Linked DNA regions of Mus musculus: region 1 is linked to region 2. A link is a contact called in public HiChIP or PLAC-seq data. All regions are on one chromosome and are shown on one strand. Each heading gives the region's core, a stretch centred on a gene start, on an enhancer-like site or on the middle of the called end of the contact. The rest is flanking DNA. Distances are from core to core; before and after follow the strand shown.

Evidence for each region. HiChIP or PLAC-seq counts read pairs in DNA pulled down with a chosen protein or histone mark.
Region 1: a contact with region 2 is called in an H3K4me3 HiChIP or PLAC-seq map of embryonic basal ganglia, with 4 times the contacts expected there. The contact joins two enhancer-like sites. A contact is called at or near these places in 4 of 39 promoter capture datasets (hippocampal neurons, liver and pre-B cells), 2 of 15 datasets of contacts at CTCF or cohesin (large pre-B cells and pro-B cells), 2 of 484 Hi-C or Micro-C datasets (both in nephron progenitors), 10 of 115 datasets of contacts at active chromatin or transcription factors (the 230-238 cell line, astrocytes, embryonic basal ganglia and 6 more) and 1 of 9 other capture datasets (embryonic stem cells).

What each region holds. Positions count from the first base shown.
Region 1 is chr3:148,974,134-148,979,104 of GRCm38.p6, reverse strand. It overlaps a transcript of Adgrl2 not described here. Among named protein-coding and RNA genes, the nearest start is that of Adgrl2, 22 kb to the right of the region's middle. Within about 2 kb of position 1,899, at least 51 of the 459 cell types and tissues checked have an H3K27ac peak or open chromatin away from gene starts, as enhancers often do. A contact at or near this core is called in embryonic basal ganglia, where this site is marked.
Region 2 is chr3:148,460,728-148,465,885 of GRCm38.p6, reverse strand. No RefSeq gene overlaps it. Among named protein-coding and RNA genes, the nearest start is that of Gm23131, 110 kb to the right of the region's middle. Within about 2 kb of position 2,820, at least 1 of the 459 cell types and tissues checked has an H3K27ac peak or open chromatin away from gene starts, as enhancers often do. A contact at or near this core is called in embryonic basal ganglia, where this site is marked.

The DNA of each region.
Region 1 (4,971 bases), core at 650-3,149, 510 kb before region 2:
TTTACAGTTTTGGAACTACAGAGAGAAAGATGAAGATAAAGTGTGAGGTGTGTTCATTCCACACATTTTTTTTTGGTCTTTCTCCTGCCAGTTGATCTCAGGTGGTCCCCCCCACCTCAGCGCCCCAATTGCCTGCTGTGTTCACATGGTGAATGGGTTGGTGTCTGTCATTTCAGGCTCGGTCAGTATAAACAAAGTTTTCTGGTTGTGTTTTATCCCCCATAATATGAATATAGCCCGTGGGTGACTGATAAGTTTAGGCGTGCTGCCAAGGCAGGCTACCTTCTTAACCAGGGCTGGGAATAAGATGATTGTTCGTCAATTACACATTTTCAGGAGGCATCCTCTTACCCAAATGAGAGAGCAGCATAGGCAGTAGTATTTAGCTGTGGCAAACATTTTTGCGAACCCTTGTTATTACCTGCAGAGGGAGCTTGTATACGAGATAAGCAAGTCAGGGCACGTTGCACTGACAATTTACCCTTTGAAAATTATGTTAACGACATAATTTCTTTTTGTGTGTGTAAGAGGTGGCTAGAAAGCAAGGTATTTTGAGGTTAGTCAAATTCCAGGGAAATTTAGTAGCTCAATTCTTACCATTTCCTGCATATATAAGACACAAGTATGCCCTGAATTAGTGCACATAAGTAGAAAAACAGTAAGATTAAACACACCGGGTTCATTCTGAGGTTTTCTTTTATTTTGGTTGAACTCGTAGGAAAGAACACATTTGAAAGGTGTCTAGTAACTATAGCTATTAAGAGATGACAATGTTTTAGGGACTTTCCCAGGTGACGTAAAATATTATTAAACAACCAGTAAGCACGAAGTAGCACATTGTATCCCTTCCCCGTCCGTGCACTTCCTCAGTAAATTAAATTAGATGACTGACTGTGTTCTTGTTTCAGAAACAAAGACTTGATCACTTGAGATTAAAGACTTGTGCTTGTCATAGTGAGCAGCTTAGTTGAGTGACACTTAGGCAAGGTGACCATCAGTGAGGGCATTACAGGAAGGTTTGAGGGGCTGTTGATAACTCAGAAGACCATGAATGCAGCGGGACAGGTAGGGCGTGGTTGAAAGCGGCTCTTTTCATTAACAGTGCCCATGGAATTCCTCAGACTTCTCAGCTCAATATGCAGAACTATTTTAACTCTAGACATGGGCATTTTAACAATCAGGGCAGTAAGCACGCAGGTCATTTTTGTTGTTTTACGTCGCCTGAATACATTTGCTTAACAGTACCCCAGTCTACTGAAAATGCCAGTGTCTGTTTTTACATTTTGGTGAAGTCATATTTGAGAAACTGCTTCTTACGGATACGCAAAAGGGTTACCCACTTATGTATTCTTGAAGAGAGATGCAGTAGTCTCTTTCCCTTGCCAAATTGGTGTGACAAACATACTTAGTTTGTATTTTAAAGGGCTTTGATTCTTAATGAAACACTGTATTGAATATATTATTTCATTAGCTAATCTTTACCTAATGCGAGGCGTCAGATCGTTGCTGGTATAGAGAACATTTCCCTGCAGGTGAGAAAAACGGTGTAATAGAGAGATTCTTGGCACTGACGTGGGCTTTTGTGTCAGTATTACACTCTGCGTTATCTCAACAAGTCTGTGGCACCGCTCTGCGGAGCATTCTCCTAACAGGGTAAGACTGTTAGCAACAGCAATTATTCTTCAACAGGATTACGGTGCCGCGCTTCACACAAGCACCACGTCCTTCTCAATAGCGTTCTTGATAGGCATTCCTTACTGCCAAGTTTGTGTCATTGTCTTAAATAATGCCACGCAGGGACATTTCTCATCCCGGTGGGTGGGTAGGCACTGGGAAGTGGAGCTCGCCAGTACAGTTCATTACACTCTCCCTCATCATGCCTCGGCTTCCCTCGCAGCGAGGTAAGGGTTACTGCAGAATTCATTCCAGAAAAACTGTGAGGCGAGGCGCTGGGGCTGTCACAGAGTGCATGGCTTCTGTGATGCTATTGGAAAGACACAGCTAGGGTAAGTGCTACTTGGATTGTCTTAAATTCAAACGTAGGCCGTTTATTTCACTGCTGTTTTCCCCCCTCAGCCTAATGAAATCTGAGTCCATTGCAAAATGTTTTCAAAAATGTTCTTGGAGAAATACTGCTGGTTGCTAACTATACTGGGGATGATTGTAGAACGAGTAGATGGCTGCCCTTTGCAATTTGAAGCAGCCCTGACAGTCTTTGAAAATTCTCAGATAATCTTATCATATATTCTTGAAGAATATCAATTCATGATGTATAATACCTCATGCTCGTTTGCAAATTTATGATTTAAGAGTAAATATGTATGTATGGGTCCTGAGTTTACTTGAGCAGACTGGCTTTTTTTTAAAGTAAGATATATTATGAATAGACTCTTACTTAAGAATAATGCTCACAAATAAGGAATGAATGAGCATAATGTTGAAGTAACTTAATAAGGGATTATAAAATTTGGAAGGTATTTATTTAAAAAAAAACTGGTTTTGGTCATCCTTAAATCATGAGTCAAAATATTATGTCAAGTACTTTGCATAGGGGCAGAAACTAAACTCCAAATAGTAATCACAGACTTGCTGCTGGGTTCAGGGGACACAAGGATGAGAAGTTATGAACCTGGATGTTTTCATAACTACGTGAGGAAAAAAAGCGAAGGAAAAATATTTACGATTCTCTTATATCTCTAAGCTTTAAAAGTTAACAAATTTTTTAATGATAAAATAGCAAGGCTGTTATTCTAATTGTTTCAAAGGAATTCCTTTTGTCTGTGTCACAGATTTTTCTCAAGTTGAAGTCTAGCAAAGGTGTAAAGAATACATTTTATTTATGTGCACTTTGTTAGATTTTTGTGGAACTCACAAAGTATGGCGAATTCAAGCCCGTTCATTCAAGAGTGAACAGGTTAAGGCCATAGCATATCAGATTTCTGCATTGAAATGAAATTGAAAATTTCACATTTTTCCTCCATTCATCGAAAGCTTTGCCTTTATATAAAATCGAACACATCTAAGGAAATATCAAAAATTCCAACTGATGCTTTACGGCTAACTCTCTAACGCCTGTGTGGCTTATGTGTTTCAATGTGATTGGGGACACTAGTGTTTTTGACTTAGTTTAAGAAAGAGAATAAACGTGGTAAAATTCCTTAATAACAGAACTTTATGTTATAGATCCAGAGAGTTAATTTGTATTCTTGACTCCTTAAGTCGAGCTTGATTTTACGACATCTATATTTGGACAAAGTATTAATCAAAGCAGAAGGTCCTATTGCTTATGCCAGGTCTCTCAGTGAAAAATTAGCCCAGATTCCAAGAAAATCCCTATGCAGTCCTTGTAGGACCTATGTGGGCGTGATGACAAAGCTGCTAGGATCCCTTAGCAGGACCGAACCGGTGTGAAGCATTAATACCTAGCCCACGGAAATTATTTGAATTATTTGAAGACAATCTCTGCTTTACCTCTGGGATTTAGGATAACAGCTGTAACACATTAAGATATTAGCAATACATTCTAAAACCACTTTTCTCTATTATAACTTCCATAAAAATTTAGCCTTGATTATTGCTTATAAAACATTTTATGGAATTATGATGACATAGGATTTATATAAATGGAGTGACACAATTACGTATGAATGAGCATGGTGGCTGGGCATCATGTCTGCACTTTGTGTTTTAAATGCATCGTCGTCCAGTGTGCCCACTTGATGGCTTAGAGACTGATAAATCCTGGATCCACTGCAAAGAAATCGCTCATTATTATTCTTGTAAAAGCATGCTTTATATTTTATTATACTGCAGATGTTTATGGCAAAATAGTTGGATGTAGTTTATTTAAAGTTTCATTCTAGGAACCTGTAAATGGAACCAGTAAATGAGAATAATTTAATTTGTTTTAGTTACTGTTACATTAAAGAAAAAAAACTTCACAAGAACAAAACTTAAGTATCTTATTACTTCAACAATATTTTAAAACATATTTTGTGTGTGTGCATGCGTGTGCATGTGTGCAAGCACCCTGGCACACACGTAGAGGGGTACAAGGTTGGCCTTTAAGATGGGGGCCACACAGGGGGTTCTGGGAATCTAACTCATGTCACCAGGAATAGCAGTAAGTGCATGACCTTCAGATCCTTCTTGGTGGCCCGCCCAGAGCTCACTTTTAAATACTGCACATTTCAAAATACTTGGGGTTGATTTTTAATACTTTGCATAGTTCTGAAATCCCAGAGAATTAGGAATTTGAGCTGTTTAAAACAGTAGTTAACTAAATAATTTATAATACATCTATTGCTTAAATATTTGAAGAATTTTAAGAATGACAAGGCTGAGGGCTGGAAAATTGCCATGACATTGAGGCCAGCCTGGGCTACAGAGTGAGCACCCTATTGTAAAAAAGCCAAGGCTAGCAAACCAAAACCAATAGTGAAGATATTATAGACTCCATGCACTGTGGTCTCTGTCCCACTGATGTGTGTTAATTCTATTACAATCAGAGGGGCAGTTTCGGGCATATTGTGCTCATATCGCCATGGCGTTAGTGTTGAATTAAAAATAAATTAGAAGCACATTATTAGTGTATTTTTATTAAGCAATATTGTCTGTTTGTAAAGAAAAACTTAGACTAGATCCTTTAGTCATTTATGCACTTGAAACTGGCCCTCTGATTGTAATAGAATTAACACACATCAGTATCAGAGTACTTCAGCACTCACTATTCTTGACATTTTTAAAGCATTTTATATATTGCTTTAACACTTTGAGCATGTCCTCATACAGATTAGCTTTTTTCTTATTATTTAGTCAAAGTGGCTTTTTGATAAATTTTTTTTTATCCCACTGAATTGCTGATGTTTTTTTTTTTCTCAAAATTTTTTTTTTCTGGGTGTTGGAGAAATGGCTGAAGTGCCAGGTACAGGGGCCTCATGCCTCTGGGCTTCGAGGGCATCTGCACTCACG
Region 2 (5,158 bases), core at 1,571-4,070:
TCCTTCCTACAGTGTTACCTGAAAGGCAGCTTTCATGATCTCTGTGCACTTTGTTTATTTATCATTCTCATGACAAACTGGGAACAATGCCTTGTCTTTATATACTTTTCTTTTTTAAGCACATATATAGTGAATATGTTTTGGTCGGCATATCTAAGTCAAACAAAACCACCAAACTAAAAACCAAACCCAACCAAACAAAACGAAACTAAAATGATACACCCTTCACCCTGTCACCTTTCCTGGAGTATGCCTCTTAGACAGAAATGTGGAACTACACGTAAACTATTTGAAAAGAAACATGGTGGTTTTGATGTTTATTCTTTGATTTTTGTTTTTGTTTCTTAAACAAAAGGGCAGATCAGAATCATACTGTCTGTGCATGGAACTTGGTTTTTCCAGACAGGAAATTTAAAAGTTATATACAGTGAGTTTACTGACTGGAAGGAGAATGAAACAGTCAGACTTTCCTGAAATGTGAAGAATTTCAACAAAATCTCTATTATAGGAATGCTATAATGTAATGATTCTGAAATAAAGATTAAATTAATCAGAAGGCTGCTTCTGCTTCTTGATGTTGTACCACTTGCTACTGAACTACATGTAGACAATCTTTGGAGAGCTCAGCTCATAGAAAGCCTATTGTGCACATGTGGAGGTGACCCTCAGCCCTGCTGACACATTACTGCTCTAAGTGTCGGAGGTTTTCTTTTCAGAATGGCAGAATTCGGTGAATAAGCACAAAAGTTGACTTTAGGCTGTGTTCTCTGTTTCTTCCACTCTGCAAGCTGCTTTCCTCCCCAGCACAGCTTGCAATTATGTGAACCTGCTGCCATCTTAGCCCATCTCTATGATCTCTACATTTCACAGACTCAGGACAATCTATTATCCATTGCTTTACTTTGCTCCAGCAATGAGTTAAATTTTCCTCTCAATTGGTTTCAACCTCTATTCAAAAGGGGCTGTCCAAACAAGAGTCTACTTTGTTTCTGCATTCATTTTAACATCTTTGTCCCTGAATCTGGGTTTCTCAGCAGAACACTCTTCAAGATAACACTACTCTCCTTGAAATCAAAGCTGGAAAACAGAGTTTATGCTCTGGGCTCTAGAAGTGCACTCCAACTCCAGTGATATTCAGGTCTGTCTCATGTTTTCATGTTATTTGCCATGTCTTAGATGAACTGCCTGGATTCTGCTCATCGGGGACTCTGTATACTTTCCCAGGTTTTTCTTTCTCTTCTTCAATTTACCACTTGCATTTGATTTTCTTAAAGATTTCCTTTGATTATAAATTATGTGTATATGTCTACACATGGGTATGTGCCCGAGTGCAGGTGTCTTTGGAAGGCAGAGGCATCAGAATGTGTGGAGCTGGACTTAGAGATAGCTGTGCATCACCGGATACGATTGTTTGGAACTGAACTAGCTCCTTTGGAAGAACAGCAAGTACTTTTAACCAGTGAGTCCTGTTTCCAACTTGTGCTTGTCCTTAGGCTGATTTCTCAATGCACATTGACTTTAGCATCCTCTCCGACTACTCTTCGCTCCTTAGCAGCAAGATATTTCTCGGAAGACTGTGAGCCACTTTTCCAGGAATACAGTTTCCAAGTGTTGCTATTTTCTGGGTTTTTTCTGAGACAGAGTTTCTTGAATCTAGGTACCTAAAATGACCATAAACTCCTGATCCTCTTGTCATCTCCCCCAGTACTGGATTACAGATAGGTGCTGCTATTTCTGGCTTGGAAGAGCAAGCATACTATGGTTTTAGCTCTGCTTCCAGGATGATGTAAACACCAAGGGGTGGCCTCAATAGAGACAGCAGGTTCCATCCATGCCTTTTCCCCTCAATGGGTGAGAAACATTAATAAGTTGTTCCATCTGCTCTTCCTCATATTTCTTCATCTAAGCAATGAGGCCAGCCCTATATATACCATGGAGTCCTGTGATGATTCAGTGGCTAATGTGGGAATCATTGAACACAACCTTCTAGCTAAAGTACTCATGCACCTAAATTTTATATATGTGTACATACATACATACACACACACACACACATACACAGACACACACACATACGCATACATATACATATATATACAGATATACATATGTGTAGCCCTGGCTGTCCTGGAACTCACTCTGTAGGGCAGGCTGGCCTTGAACTCAGAAATCTACCTGTCTCTGCCTCCCAAGGGCTGGGATTAAAGGCGTGCACCACCACTGCCTGGCTAAATAACATTTTCAAGGTCATGTCACAACGTAAACATAAGGTGAAAACCAAGGTTTTTTTTTTTTTTTTTTGTTTGTTTGTTTTCTGTCTACTCTTTTTAAGGTTTGCATGGTTTTAAGACTCCTCCTACTTGAAAAAGTGACAATTGCCTTCAGATCAGGATTTATTTCACTGAGGAAATGCCAACTATGCATCCACGAACCCATTAAGACTAATGTGTAAGAGAAATATAAAAGCAGAATCTAAGTTCTATGCATTCTAAACTGAGGCTGCTATACATGAAACCCACATCACTAATACTGCAGCTCTCAGTGCCTTCAAGTCTTGGAGCAGAGCATGAACTTCAGTAGTGCGTGCTGCTTGTAAGAGAGTGTCGGTTCCTCTGCTTCCTGCAACAACTTCTAAAGCTGTTTATTATTTTTAAGATATCACCCACATATTTTATGCTCTGTATTTACAGTTAATCAGAAGTTCACTCTATTGGATTTTTGATTGTTCATTAAAAATCGCTCTTCTGAGGCATAATTAGAAGCAGCGAGGAGGACACATTTGTCAGGTTGACGCTCGTCTCATTTGTATTCCAAGTCTACGCACACTCTGATTTGCCGCCATCACTGTTTGCGTCCTGTACCAGGATAAGTTGTCAAGTCACCGCCATCTGCTGTGCTCCGATTGCTATTCTCCCAAACTCTCTGCTGATCCAAGACTTACGTGTAAGGCACAGTGAGCAGCTGGAGAAACCCTCCCCACTCTACTCTGGGCACTGGACCACTCAGATCTAACTGTTGAAGTTCCCCTGCATGTTCATCTCAAAATGACATTTTCATTTGTATTCTGTTACAGATGTAAGTATTATAGTATTGGCATGTGTGTGTCGATAATATGCACAACTGTGAATGGAATGCAAAATAATTCAGAATCTTTCTTTCTCCCCCCCTCCCCCCCCCCTCCTCCTCCTCCTCCTAGTAATGGTCTATGCAAAAGAGCAGTCAAAATTCCAAAGTGCCTGTAAAGTGAAATTATGAAAGCTAAGGAGAGCAGCCTTGGTATTTTTGCAGTAGTAATGAAAATCTCAGCAATCAAACAGGTGTGAGTGTTTTTGTGAGTCACCTGAGTCCCCACACCTTGCTACAATTCCTTATAGTGAAGACTCTCTCCCCTTCTTCTAGAAACATCTTAGCCTGGAGGGTTAGTGGTTTGCAATTCCATTGTGCTGATATGTGCCAAGGTTTCAGCTGACTCTCGCTTTCCCCTGATTTCATATTTCTACCTATATCACAGTATGTTAAAAAGGTAAAACAAAACACACACACACACACACACACACACACACACATACACACACAAACACACACACACACACACACACACACACACACACACACACACACACACACAGAGAGAGAGAGAGAGAGAGAGAGAGAGAACTCAGAAGTAAGGCTTGGTGCCACCAAAGTGATCTGATCTGTGAGAGAGGGACAAATTGTGAATATTTTTACCCGTTTTGTTGTTTGAGATAGGCTCTCATGTAGCTAGGCTAGCCTTGACTTGTTATGTAGCTATGAACTCCTGATCTTCCAGTCTGTGCCTCCTGAACACTGGAATTATAGGCTTGTTCCACACTACACATTGGGAACAAAGGGACAGATACTTTCACCATGACTCTCTTGTTTATTTATTTTTTCTCTTTTCTCTTTTTAGACTATTTAATGGTTCCAAATACACAAAAACAAAACCAACAACCCCAGCAGTAGAGCTTTGCAAATAAGAACCTCAGAAACGGAAGCGACTCGCTGAGCATATGGCAGGATAAACTCTCTCCCCGGGCTAGGAACCGGCATTACAAAAAGGAACAAGTCATTTTTTAAAATCATGATCATAAAAGCATACCCCTGGAGGGAGTATAAAATATTGCATTAAGTAGATTTTGCAGGATGAGAAAAACTGAAAATAATAGATACCAGTGTAATCCATGGGAGATTAAAATATTTACGTACTAAAAGTTGCAAAATGAGATAATAAAATTTCCCTCTTGAGTCAAGGTGTTCAAATCCTAAGTCTATATAGTCATCCTGAGTAAGGTTCTGCACAATGAGGAATAAAAAGTCCTTTATAATTGAATTAAAAGCCATTTTCTCTTTTAGTTCTAATTCTATCATTATTTTTGGGGAGGGGAGGTTCGGTGGGAAATAAGCACATAAAACATAACAAATACTGAAGATGTAAGATTTAATGGGCACCCAAATTCCTACTCTTATTGTTCACTGGGTTGTATGGACTTTGTGTTTGGTTCATTTTGATGTACATTGTTTTTATTTATTTTTTTACGTTTTAATAATAACATCTTATGAAACCATTTAAATTAAATCATGTTTATTAATAAAAGCAAATGGTACTAGAAGAATTAAGAAGGGGATTGATGCTGTGTCTCCTGACTTAGAACTGAATTTAAGGGTACGTACTCCAAAGACTTTATCTCCAAGTCGGGTCCTCAGCATCACGGTCAAGGATTTGGGAGCAGAAACTGAGGATATCACAGCTCGCCTGCATCAAATTGTTTTCCTAAGCAGAATTTTGGAACCAGGAAGAAGAGCTTCCTGGCACACTTGGAAAATGGCGTCAGCTGTGCTCACTGGCAGAGGTCATCAGAAAAAAGCAGACCTGGAACCCCCGTACAGACAACAGTGGCTAATGGAGAAACAGGGAGTTCCAAAAGCTGGAGAAAATGAAATAAATGCTCACTTTTGAGAGCAGATCTCGAAATGAGGAAAATCATGGCCGGTGTCACATGGGAACAATCGATTTGGCTAACATTTTACAAATTGAACTTAAAAGTGCTCCAGCAATCTATATGATAAGAAAAAAAAAAGCAATCATAAGCTATTGAACTCCAAATCTTCTGCTTCCTGTGAGCATCTGCATGGAAAA